Linked DNA regions of Sorghum bicolor: region 2 is linked to region 1. The links are chromatin contacts, called in public HiCAR-type maps. All regions are on one chromosome and are shown on one strand. Each heading gives the region's core, a stretch centred on a gene start, on an enhancer-like site or on the middle of the called end of the contact. The rest is flanking DNA. Distances are from core to core; before and after follow the strand shown. Region 1 holds the start of LOC8061965 (amino acid permease 1). Region 2 holds the start of LOC8076715.

Evidence for each region. HiCAR-type assays count read pairs that join an accessible place to other places.
Region 2: a contact with region 1 is called in a HiCAR-type map of leaf, with 3 times the contacts expected there. The contact joins the promoter of LOC8076715 here to the promoter of LOC8061965 in region 1. A contact is called at or near these places in 2 of 4 Hi-C or Micro-C datasets (both in leaf) and 1 of 1 datasets of contacts at active chromatin or transcription factors (leaf).

Annotation. Positions count from the first base shown.
Region 1 is chr10:49,097,988-49,103,920 of Sorghum_bicolor_NCBIv3, reverse strand. It overlaps LOC8061965 (amino acid permease 1), which reads right to left and starts at 2,573. Exons shown (of 3, transcript XM_002437103.2): 1 at 2,468-2,573. The coding sequence starts at 2,573.
Region 2 is chr10:49,332,060-49,337,430 of Sorghum_bicolor_NCBIv3, reverse strand. It overlaps LOC8076715, which reads left to right and starts at 3,809. Exons shown (of 1, transcript XM_002438520.2): 1 at 3,809-5,371. The coding sequence starts at 3,897. The coding sequence ends at 5,261.

The DNA of each region.
Region 1 (5,933 bases), core at 1,324-3,823:
AGAGCAGAGCCATAGCCAAGAATCGGCGAGAAAGCTACGGGAAACCATCGCCGAGGTCATCAATGGATAGCGGCTAAGCTAAGCTAGCTAGGGCGCGTTGATCGATCGAGACGAGTCCACGCACACGCTCGCCCCGCCCGGTAGCGCCGCACCTAGGTTATTGGCGGCATTCATTCATTCAGTGTGCTTGGAAGCTGAGATCGGCCGCCTCTCTGCAGCTTCTGCATCATATCCACCGTTCTTTTTAAAGTTTTTTTACTTCTCACGCCGGCCTTCTGCTAGCTGCCTAGCTGGTACTATACAGTAGTCGGTAGCAGCTAGCCTAATTCTTCCGTCACGAGATGCAGAAAAAAAAACTAAAACTTTTGGAGAAATAAGTATTTTTTGGAAGAATGAATCTAAACAGAGGCCTGTAAAATTTGCGCTGTAAAGATTTGGAATTTAGGACCCTAGAGACCCAAAACTGTGTAAACTTGCTTAGGGACCCGAGTTGGACGTCGTATACCCCCAATTAATAAACAAATCAAGCATTAAATTAGGATAAATCTGTCTTATGTATTGCAGACCAAAAAATTTAGAAAGCATCTATTCGAAATGTAAAGTTTACAGCTAAAAGTTTTCAAATATAAAGATTTGGGATGGGCCTAACTGTGGAACTGGAAACCGTGCCTGCCTATGTAACTATGTCATGGTCTCACGGAGGGGAACCTATAGTCCTGTGGCTACTTCCATGGTAGGGCCCGCCAGAGGAGCCACATGTTTGGAATAGTTGCTAAGCCCGGCTCACTGCTCAGTAGGGTTTTATGTGAGTTCTATGACTATGAGCATCAACAAATTAAAACAATACACTTTCAAAATATATTCTTTGATGAAAAAATTATGTTGTGGATGTCGGTGTATTTTTAATTAAACATGGTCAAACTTTTTTTAAAAAAGTTTGACATACTACGACAATGACAATATATAGTTTGGAAAGGAGTCAACTCGATCGAAGCTCAAGGCCAAGTGAGTGCCAGTAGATTATTTTGTTAAGTAGAGTAAATCTAACTAATCTAAGGATATATGTGGCAAATTTGGCAGTAATAAGAGCACTCCCAATGCAGAAAACATCGTGGTTTCTATAGATATTAATTGCAGTGCCACCTAAGCATTTTGCTATGTGGCAAGAGAGTTATTGAAGAGAGAGAGCAAGTAAAAAGTTTTCGGTACTGTAGCACTTTCGTTTGTTTGTGACAAATATTATCCAATCATGGACTAACTAGGATCAAAAGATTCGTCTCGTGATTTACAGCTAAACTGTGTAATTAGTTTTTGTTTTCGTCTATATTTAATGTTTCATGCATGTGACACAAGATTCGATGTGACGGGGAATCTTGAAAACTTTTTGGTTTTCAAGGTGAACTAAACAAGGCCTAGGTCTAAGTTAGAAACCATGTCTACACAAAATCCAAGACATGAAGTGATATGATTGGCTAAGAATGGAGAGCGAATAAATATGATTGGATAGAAAAATATTTTATAGAAACTATCAATTGAGACCATAGTTTCTATATATAGTGTCTATAAAAATTAATAGGTAGTTTCTAGCATTGTGGGAGTGCCCTAAGGATGAGTGTGGAATGGAGTTAAATCCTCACATATAATTAATTCTGCTCATCCAAGAACACATAAATAGGAATTTGGAAAGAGTACAAGTGGAAACAAAACAGTAAACCACAATACTAGCTTTCACTCCTATTTTTGGCAGCTTTAAATTAAAATCACCAGCTGGGCACACATGATGTGCTGGTTCTTGCTCATGCACGCAGGGCGCCAGTGAGGCAGGCACAATAAGTTTATCAGCTTATTACTTCCCTTCCTTAAATAACAGAAGAATCAGTGCATGAATACTCTACAAATTCGTGTGCTCAAAATATTTTGAGCCAGGCCTCCACAACCGGACAACATGCCAAGAAAATACATTTGATGAAGTCCAATCATTTCTTGTTGTCAAATATGTTGAAGAGAATGATGGACAGTATATATATACTAGTGTTCATCCATGCTCTCAAATGTCAGTCTATTTCCATCTTTTTTTGTTCCTTTATAGATACTAGAAAGAATCGTAATATAATGCCCGGCATAATGATTTAGAAATAAACCCAAGCTGTAATACAGTGGGTTATTATTAGCATGCAGTAGGTGGAGGTGTGCATGCTGATCGAAACTCTATCGATAGTAGGGAGTAGGAGACGACCAGCACCCGATTTAATTCTCGGCGTGGAAATGTTTGGTTTCGCCTCCAAATACTCCTATCTGCACAGCCAGGGCGAATCACGGAACGACGACACCGCCGCGCGCAGTCCCAACGCACGCGAAACATTCAAGGAACAATGAACAAGAAGCGAGCGAGCAGGAAACCATGCATGCCATTTTTAAGTATATTTTTAGCTCTGTGGTGAGGGATGGATCGATGCTTTCGACGTACCTGTCCTCGTCTCGTTGCCGTCGTCGTCGCGGTCGCCGCGGACGCGGGGGAGGGTCGCTAGGCGGTCCTCGAAATCCATGGCTCCGCCGCGCATCCTTCCCACCATGGATCACCACCTCGCTATCTCTCTCTCTCTCTCTCTCTCTCTCTCTCTGTTCGTCTCTCTCTGCACGCGCGGGCAGAGGCGGCTAGTCGCTGTGCTCGAGCGCTGAGATATGCAGGAACCTCGATCTGCTGCTGTCTGGCGCGTGCTTGCTTGCTCTCGCTCGCTGGCTGGCTTCGCTGCGCGCCGGTGGGTGACGACGAGATGGCAGGCAGGCAGCAGAGAGTCCGCCGAGCGCGGCACGGTGGTGGGTCTGGAGCACTTGGAGTTGGAGAGGGAATAGGGGCCGCAGGGAGCCAATGAATGGGGCTATATATAGCTGAAAAAATGAGGAGACCCCCTCCTCGCCGACGAGCGCCACGTTAGTGATATGGGGGCCAAAACTTGATGGGTGTGAAAGTGAAACGAACTGTGTCTCTCCCTCTCGCAGTCGACACACAACAGACCCTGCAAATACCACCGTGTTAGGTTTCATGCTAGCAGGGTTTTCGGTCACCGAAATTCGTCCATTTTGGTCTAGCCTGAGATAAAACTAAACTGGTCAAAATATTTCGGCCCGATTTAAATTTTCAGCCCATTCTATGGCCCAGCAAAGAACCCACGACACTGAAAATTAACCTTCCTCACGGTCCCAACCGTCGCTTGCTAGCTTGCGAGCTGCCGCCAGCTGAAAACCTTCCTCACACTCCTGCAGCAACCGTGAGAGACGACGTGGTTGCTTCCCCCAACATCCGAGCTCGCTCGCTCATGGATGCTCCTCAACGCCGCTCCACGTGCCATGGCTGCTCCCTGGCCGACGCCCGCTGTCGCACCTTCACCGTGCCTAGCTGACATGTCGTCACTGCCATCCTGCGCCTCTTGCTGCCACCACCGCATCGTCGCCATGCATCTTCATCACCACCTACGCGTCTACGCTGTCCTCTCCAAGCCCACTGCCACTTCTGACTGACTGTGGAAATTTTGTTCAAATTTAAACAATTTTCATTCAAAATTTGACTGAATACTAGTCCAAATTTTATGGATTTCGTCTAATTTGGTAGGCTTGGAAATTTTTCAAAAAGAATCCCAGAACCTTGGTTACTAGCACGATAGGGTGCACTCTGCTGTGCCCGCTTCATGTGGACGCAGTCTGCAAGACACCATTCAAACGAAAATTGACCGAAACACACAGCCAACACGAAATATGTCAAGTACCACTATAAAATTACGTACATTTGTCATAACACACCGTAGTATTTAGTTTATTTATTTCTCAGATTTCATTACAGAAGACTAGGAAAATATCTGTTCTAACCTTGTCTTCGATCTCCGGTTTTTCACTGATTATTTGCCATAACAAACCGTCACACCACTAATTCATCGCTGCCTGTCCTTCTTCAACCACCTGCCCACCCTGGTCCGCCTCCTCCTCTGACCTCGCCTACCCCTGCCTAGGTCCCATCGTGGAGAGCATGAGGAAGGCATTAAGGAGATGTGTGGCAAGTGGCATTGGGTACATGCGAGCGATGGCCCTGCGTGGTGGGAGTGCGGTGACGGGGAGCAGTCGGTGCCACCAAGGCAGAGGTGGCGATGCGTCGCTGTCGTTCGATCGAGAGCATGGCAGTGATACAGGCCTTGGCAAGCAGCAGGAAGGTGAGCATGAAGGGCAATGTGGTCGCAAACATGAAGATGGTATACGACATCTTGGCCACGAGCAGCGCAAAGATGGGCAAGGGCGCGACCCCCGCGACAACAAATAACGAGTGGAGCCGCGCCACAAGCATGCGCAATGCCCTCGGCGACATTGCCTCGGCGCTTGCACCGTTGCCAAGAATGGCAGCACTAGCAATGCTGTCACAGAGGTGAAGATGTCGTAGCTAGTGAATAACACAGACATGGAAGGCCACATGACCCTCATCACCCGCCCCACTACCGTCACCACGCCATGGCTAGCGCGCTAGCCCTGCTCTCCTCATAGTGTAACACAACACACAAACCACAACCTCTCTACTTCTTCCTTAGCAAAGTCAGGCGCTTCGAAGCCAAAGCAATCTCCACGATGGGACCTGAGCATGGTCGGAGGAGGAGGCAGACTCGAGTGGGGGTGGTCGGAGAAGGACAACTTAACGATGAATCAAGAGTTGCGGTGTGTTATAAACAGTGAAGAGCTAGAGGTTGAAGACAAGGTAGAAACTCTATTGCTTGTTCCGTTGAAACTCTAGTGCTTGTTATATCTATTTTATTCAAATTTTTCTAAAAAATGATCATAGGTCCTAGATTATTCTCTTGGTTCTTGCAATGGCATAAATAGTAGTTTTAACTTGGACCCTGACACTTAACATTTTGCATTGTATGAGAGAATTATTTGTGCAGTAACATCGTTTTATAAAAACTAGTAAAAGTACTTGTGCATTGCAACGGGTGAAAAAGTATAGCGACGGCGGCAGCTCATTATGGCTCTGGGCGGGCTAGAGCATGGGTCTCCCCCGTGTAGGTCGTGGCTCTAGGTGGATGGATGCGAGAGGTGCGCACTGGGTGTTGTAGCCAACCTAAGGCGGGCCGCCAAGGAAGAAAGAAACAAGGACGACCATGGAAGAAAGATGGAGATGAAAGAGCCGAGTTGTGTGAGCGTGTGGTGGATGAAGATAAGGTTGTGTGGTGACTCTGTGCGTGCAACGGATAGGCGAGAGAGAAAAGAAGGAAATAAAATAAGTTGAAAAATAATTAATTAATTAATTAATTAAGAAAAATAAATAGGAGGATAATTCTACACTATTCGTTGTTTTCAACAGCAGAAGAAATTGTTCTATCAAAGTAACTTCCGCTTTAGCATTAATAAAGTTGCTTTATCAGTCACAGCTAAAATAAACCTGCTGCACTAATGATGTTGTACAACAGATCAAAGTGCTCATGGCATAGTCGCACCGAACAAACAGGCTCAAAGTTGTAACAATGACGAGTAAACTAAATGTTGACTCCATGTTTTTTATTAGGTAATAGAGATAGAGATATAGATTTGATAGTTTTTTTTCTCCCGTTGCACCGTGCGTACGGCGGCGGGGACGTGGGCGTCGCTCGCCGGCCAGGGGCGCCGCCAAGGCCGCGCTCGCGAAGTCCCTGCCGGTCGACAGCTACGCCACCAAGAGCTCCTTCTCTGCCGGGAGGATGTCGGTGTTGGACAGGAAGTCGAGGCCCCTATATCGGAACCTCGAGGCCACCACGCCTGGACATGTTGGTCGGTCGCTTCGTCATACGCTTCATGTGTTCTAAATAAGAAAATATAGTTTTCTTAAATATTAACTTAACTATTGGTAGGAAGGAACCGCGCGAACGCGTACCTCCTCTACCATAATAAATTATGACGCTCACTCCCTATTTGACGAG
Region 2 (5,371 bases), core at 2,560-5,059, 230 kb before region 1:
AAATGAGTCTAGGAGACATGGACATGAAGATTCCACTTAGAACACATGATTTGTAGCCTAGCCCCATATATATAGTTCTATATTTTATGACAATCAACTATTGTCATCGATCTATCGTCATAAAACCCCTATGACGATGTTTTTGACAGAGACACAACTTGGTCATAAACTGTCCCTATCTGTGAAGATTCGTCATAAACAGCCTCAGTTTATGACAGATAGGAGCTCTGTCATCTAGCGGTCGTCATAGAAGCCCATATTTCTTGTAGTGGAAGGAGGGTTAGGAGTCATTGATCTTAAAACACAAAGTGAGGCTTTGCTCCTAAAACAACTAATGAAGCTTCTCAACAAAGAGGATATTGCTTGGGTTGCTCTCGTCTGGGAAAGCTACTATAAGGCCAGTAGCCTCCCCTCTATGGCTAAGAAAGGATCATTTTGTTGGAAAGATATTTTGAAACTGCTTGATAAATTCAAGGGGAGGGCAAGAGCTAAGATCAACAATCCAAAATCTTGTCTCTTATGGTCTGACACGTGGAATGACAAGGTTCCAATGATTGCTTACCTAGAATTATATTCTTTCACCAAATCAAGGAATACAATCCTAGCTGAAGCTAAAACCAGTGACAATATTTTGAACCTCTTTCACTTGCCTCTCTCTCTCTCAGCAAGCTTTTGGACAGTTAACCCATTTACAGCATGATCTGCATGACAACAATGATATTTGGACATCTTTATGGAATTCCAGGAAATTCACGGTTGCCAGAGCTTATCGACACCTAAAGGGTCACAGGACAATCCACCCGGGTTTCATATGGATTTGGAAGAGTTCCTGTCAAAACAAACACAAGGTATTTGCTTGGTTGATCCTAAAAGACCGATTGAGCACCAGAGAACTACTCAAAAGAAAACACATGGAACTGCCAGATTACAATTGTGTGCTCTGTAATCAGACAACTGAGGAATCGGTCTTCCAGGATGCCCTTTTTGCAACAGCTTGTTGGAAGGGGAGTGACTGATTTGCTTGGAAAGTTTCAGAGACCAGCTCCAAGTCCCTTTCTTCATGGAGGTCATCATAATCATGTGTTGGACAATTTAGCAAATGAGAAATGGACTCATTTTCAATAACAGGCCACCTTCATTGCAGCAAGCAAAAGGGACTTTCAAAATAGAGTTTGCGCTGCTTTTGTTCTGTGCAAAGCGAAGTTACTTTCCGAGAGTAGAATTATGGTTAAACACCCTTGTTTAATCTGCGTTTTGGACCTCATCTGCTTCATTTCCTTTTTTTTTTCTTGAACCCCTTTTCTTAGGCTTATTAGGCTCCTGTTTTGTTTCCCTGGAATGTACCCTTTTTATCAATATTACCAGTAGGGGTGCGCCCCTCTTGTTTAATGTCAAAAAAATTTACGAGACAAATCTTTTAACCCTAGCTAATTAGTCTATGATTGGACACTAATTGACAAATAAAATGAAAATGCTAGTAGCCAAATCTAAAAAAATTGGCGAACTAAACAAGGCCGATGATCAACACTGCTTCAGCAGTATTTTTCAGTGAACGTATAACTTTTTTGTCTCACAACATCTCAGTATAAGCATCAGTATAAGTCAAACTTCAGCGAAAATAATAGTCTGACAAGGACAACTATGAGGCCAACAACGTGATTTCAGCACCTGAGGTTCTAAACATTATTCCTGCGCTTGGAGTTTCAAAAGCAATTCCAGCACTTGAAGCACCAACGCAAGCACGACATATCAACCTTCCACGTAGAAGCCAACACTTGTAATATGAACATCTTCACTATATATCTAGCTACTGTGAATTTTTACCTAACTGTAGTCTACATACCCAACACATTTTCTCCATCTTGGAAAACTTTCGCGTACTAGTTAGGTGTAGAGAACAAAACAATTAAGGGCATGTTTGGTTCATCATGTTTTTTTTAATACCTATCATATCGAATATTTGGACACATATATAGAGTATTAAAGCATCTCCAACAGTTTGCTATTGAGTTTGCCATCCTTAAAAATTTGGCAAAATCAAGAAAAATCACTCTCCAACAGTTTGCCAATTCAACTTGCTATTCTTGTCAACTTGCCAAACCTCGATGCCGCGTGCGCAAATATACGCGCGCGTATCGGCTTGCCATCGCGAGCGCAGACGTCGCCGATTCCCTTCCCGCGCGCGTGGTGAAAATTCCGCGGCTCTTCCCCGACATCAACTTCCTGCTTCGCGATCTCATCGTCTTCCTTCTCGTCACCACTCTCGCCATCAGGTCCCGGCCGACCTGCTCCTGCCCGCCACCGCGATCAGCTCGCGATAGCACCATTAGGTCCCGGCCAATCTGCTCCGGTCCGCCGCCACGATCAGCTCCTCACGATAGCGCCATCAGGTCACGGCGGCCGATCTGCTCCTACCCGCCGCCGCGATGATCAGCTCTTGGGCACCGCAATCATCTCCGGTCTGTCCGACCAGCTCCTCGTCGCGGTCGCGAGCAGATAGCCTACTTCATCTTTTCCCGAACTTCATGCCGTCTCGATCGCCTAGCCTGGCTTCTTCTTCGTGTTCAGCTGCTGCCATCATTGTTCCAATTGCTAGTTTGATGACATCGATCTTTGCTTAGATGACATCACATGATGTTTTGTGGCCCGTTTTTCTTTACAAAGATAAATCTAGAAATACAATGGAAATACATATATCCTATCATTGTATATGGCCGAGTAGTACATGGCCGGCTTGGAGAGAGATGGCCGGGTTCATCTTGTTTTCCCAATCACTGATCCATGATCCTATATTGTCTTTGATCTGTCAGCTACTCATAGTGTATTCATTTGGATTGGTTGCTGGCAGGTACTCGTCTACTCGATGGACGAGCACGATCAAGCTGCTGGTGGCCGATAACTTCTGTTCTTTGTAGTACCTGATCATGGCACTGTGTATATTTTTCTATCTCCTGTATCTATGGATGGGCATGCTCCTGTATGCTCTTTGCACTTGCTGCTGGCTGACAACTTCTATTCACAGCTCCCTAGCAGGCGTCGACGGTGCATAAAAAAACTTGATTCAAATGATTGCTGGACCTAAATGATTCATCCATCGTGAGAAGTTTGTGCGGCGGCGTACACGCGCGAGGATCGGCCCTTCACGGCGCAGAGGGGAATAGATCATACCTGTCAACAACCCTGGTGGGCTCTTTATTTTTTTTTGTTTTAGCAAGTTAAAAATAAGAAACTGTTGGAGAACCTCTTTTTAACTTGGTATATTTTTTTAGCAACTTGCCAAAATACAACATTTGCCAAGTGAATTTTGATAAACTGTTGGAGATGCTCTAAACTATTTATGAAATAAAAAAAATACATCCAAAGAGTAATTTGCGAGACGAGTCTTTTAAACCTTGATTGAACAATAATTGCCAAATAAAACAAAAATGCTACGATACATGCACCCCCTAAGACTCCGTAGGAAATTTTCAAAAAAAAAATACTAATGCTCATGGACTCATGTGTACGGCACGGCCCATTAGAGGGATGCATACACTCGTGATACGATCTCCGGCGATCGCCCCTCGCTACCGCTTGCATCCAGAATTCCAGATCCTTCCTCGGGTGACCTCACGTGGACCCCACCCTGTTCCGTGCTGTGCAAGAGGCGGTTGGGACTTGGGAATGTTGTTCGCAGGAGCAGAGGAATGAACGTCGCCGTGGGTGTGGGTCCCGTCGCCTGCTGCCGTGGATGCGCAGCGCACCACGCCCACCCCGCCGTCCGTCTATAAAGTCCTCATCCCCTTCCTCCTGGAGCAGCCAGCGCCGATCACGAATTCAAATCAAACCAACACAACAGACTCGCCCCCCTCCCACCCCAAGCACCCCCAAACCAGTGCAGCGCCTCGCCGCCAGCAATGGCGTCGTCGGCGCCAGATGTGCCGGAGTCGTCGCGTGCCGGCGGCCAGGAAGCGGAGCAGGAGCCCGAGTCGGAGCAGCAGCGCAAGTGGGTGGCGCTCGTCTCGGTCGCCGTCCTACTCGGCAACGACGACGAGCGGGCCAAGGAGATCGCCGTCGGGACTGAGGTGATGGTCGACCTCAACGACCCGCCGCTGCCCTCCTACCTACAAGTGCTCCACCCCGGCGTCGCCCCCGACCCCAGGCGCAACGACGAGCCGCTGTACGGCTACATCCTCGCCGCCGCCGACCGCTCCGCCTGCATCCTCCTCCAGGTCGTCAGAGGCAACCGACCGCAGTTCCTCCTATGCGACACCCACAGGCGTACCGTCACCTTGCTCCCCCCGGTTTCCTCCGGACTCGACATCCGCCGCAACATCAGCATCGGCCTCATCACCGACCCGCACCACCACGGCCACTACGTGGTCGCCCAGCTCCAACCCATCACCTCTAAAGACCACCCCAGCAAGATGATTATTGTTCTCGTCTGCTACTCCACCGCCGAAAGCCGGTGGTTCACCAAGCAGATCACCCCGGCGCGGCGTCATGATGTCCGCATGCGCAACCCCTTCTCCGAGACCGGCGTGCTCGCCCACGACGGCCGCCTCTGGTGGCTCGCCCTCGCCTATGGCGTGTTCTTCTGCGACCCCTGCACGCCCCTCGTCGGGAGCCCCGAGCTGCGCTTCGTGCCTCTCCCGGCCGCCTGCGAGACGATGGAGCGCCACGACGTCGTCTTCGACCCCCGCATCAGGACCCGCATCGACCAGCGCCGCTGCGTCAGGCCCAGTGAGGGCAAGCTTCGCTTCGTCGAGATCCGCGGCCTCTCCTACGACAAGCACCCCGACGCACCCGCGGCTAGCGACCTCACCGTCTGGATGTGGACGCTCGACGACCCGGAGGGCCCCGACGCATGGACGTTCGAGTACGAGGTGGCCTTCGCCGAAATCTGGGTGAACAAGACCTACACCGACGCGGGCCTGCTGCCGGACGAGGTGCCCCACGTCGCCCTCGTCGACCCCAACAACCACTACGTCGTCTACTTCTTCCAGGGCTCGAAGCTCTTCGGCTTCGACATGCGCGAGAAGAATGTCGTCGCCTGCAAGGAGTGCCTGATAGACCGTGATCAACTCAGGTTCCAATCCTCCCGCCCCATCGTCGATGCCTGGGAGCTGCCGCCACCGCCACCCATGCTTCCGGGCGACCATGACTCTGCAGCAGCTGATGGTATGCGCGCGTACATCATCCCCATTAGTTGCTCAGTTTTGATGCATCCACTTGCCTTGCCTGCGTTTACTGAATCGATCGAATATATGGAGCATGCATAGCTGCTGGAATTCTCGACTTTATGCTCTCTGTGTGTCTCCATGCTCGGCAGATCATACTCATACCTAGGCTGGCTAGGACGTTGCCAACATTAATTCATATTGGCCTATGT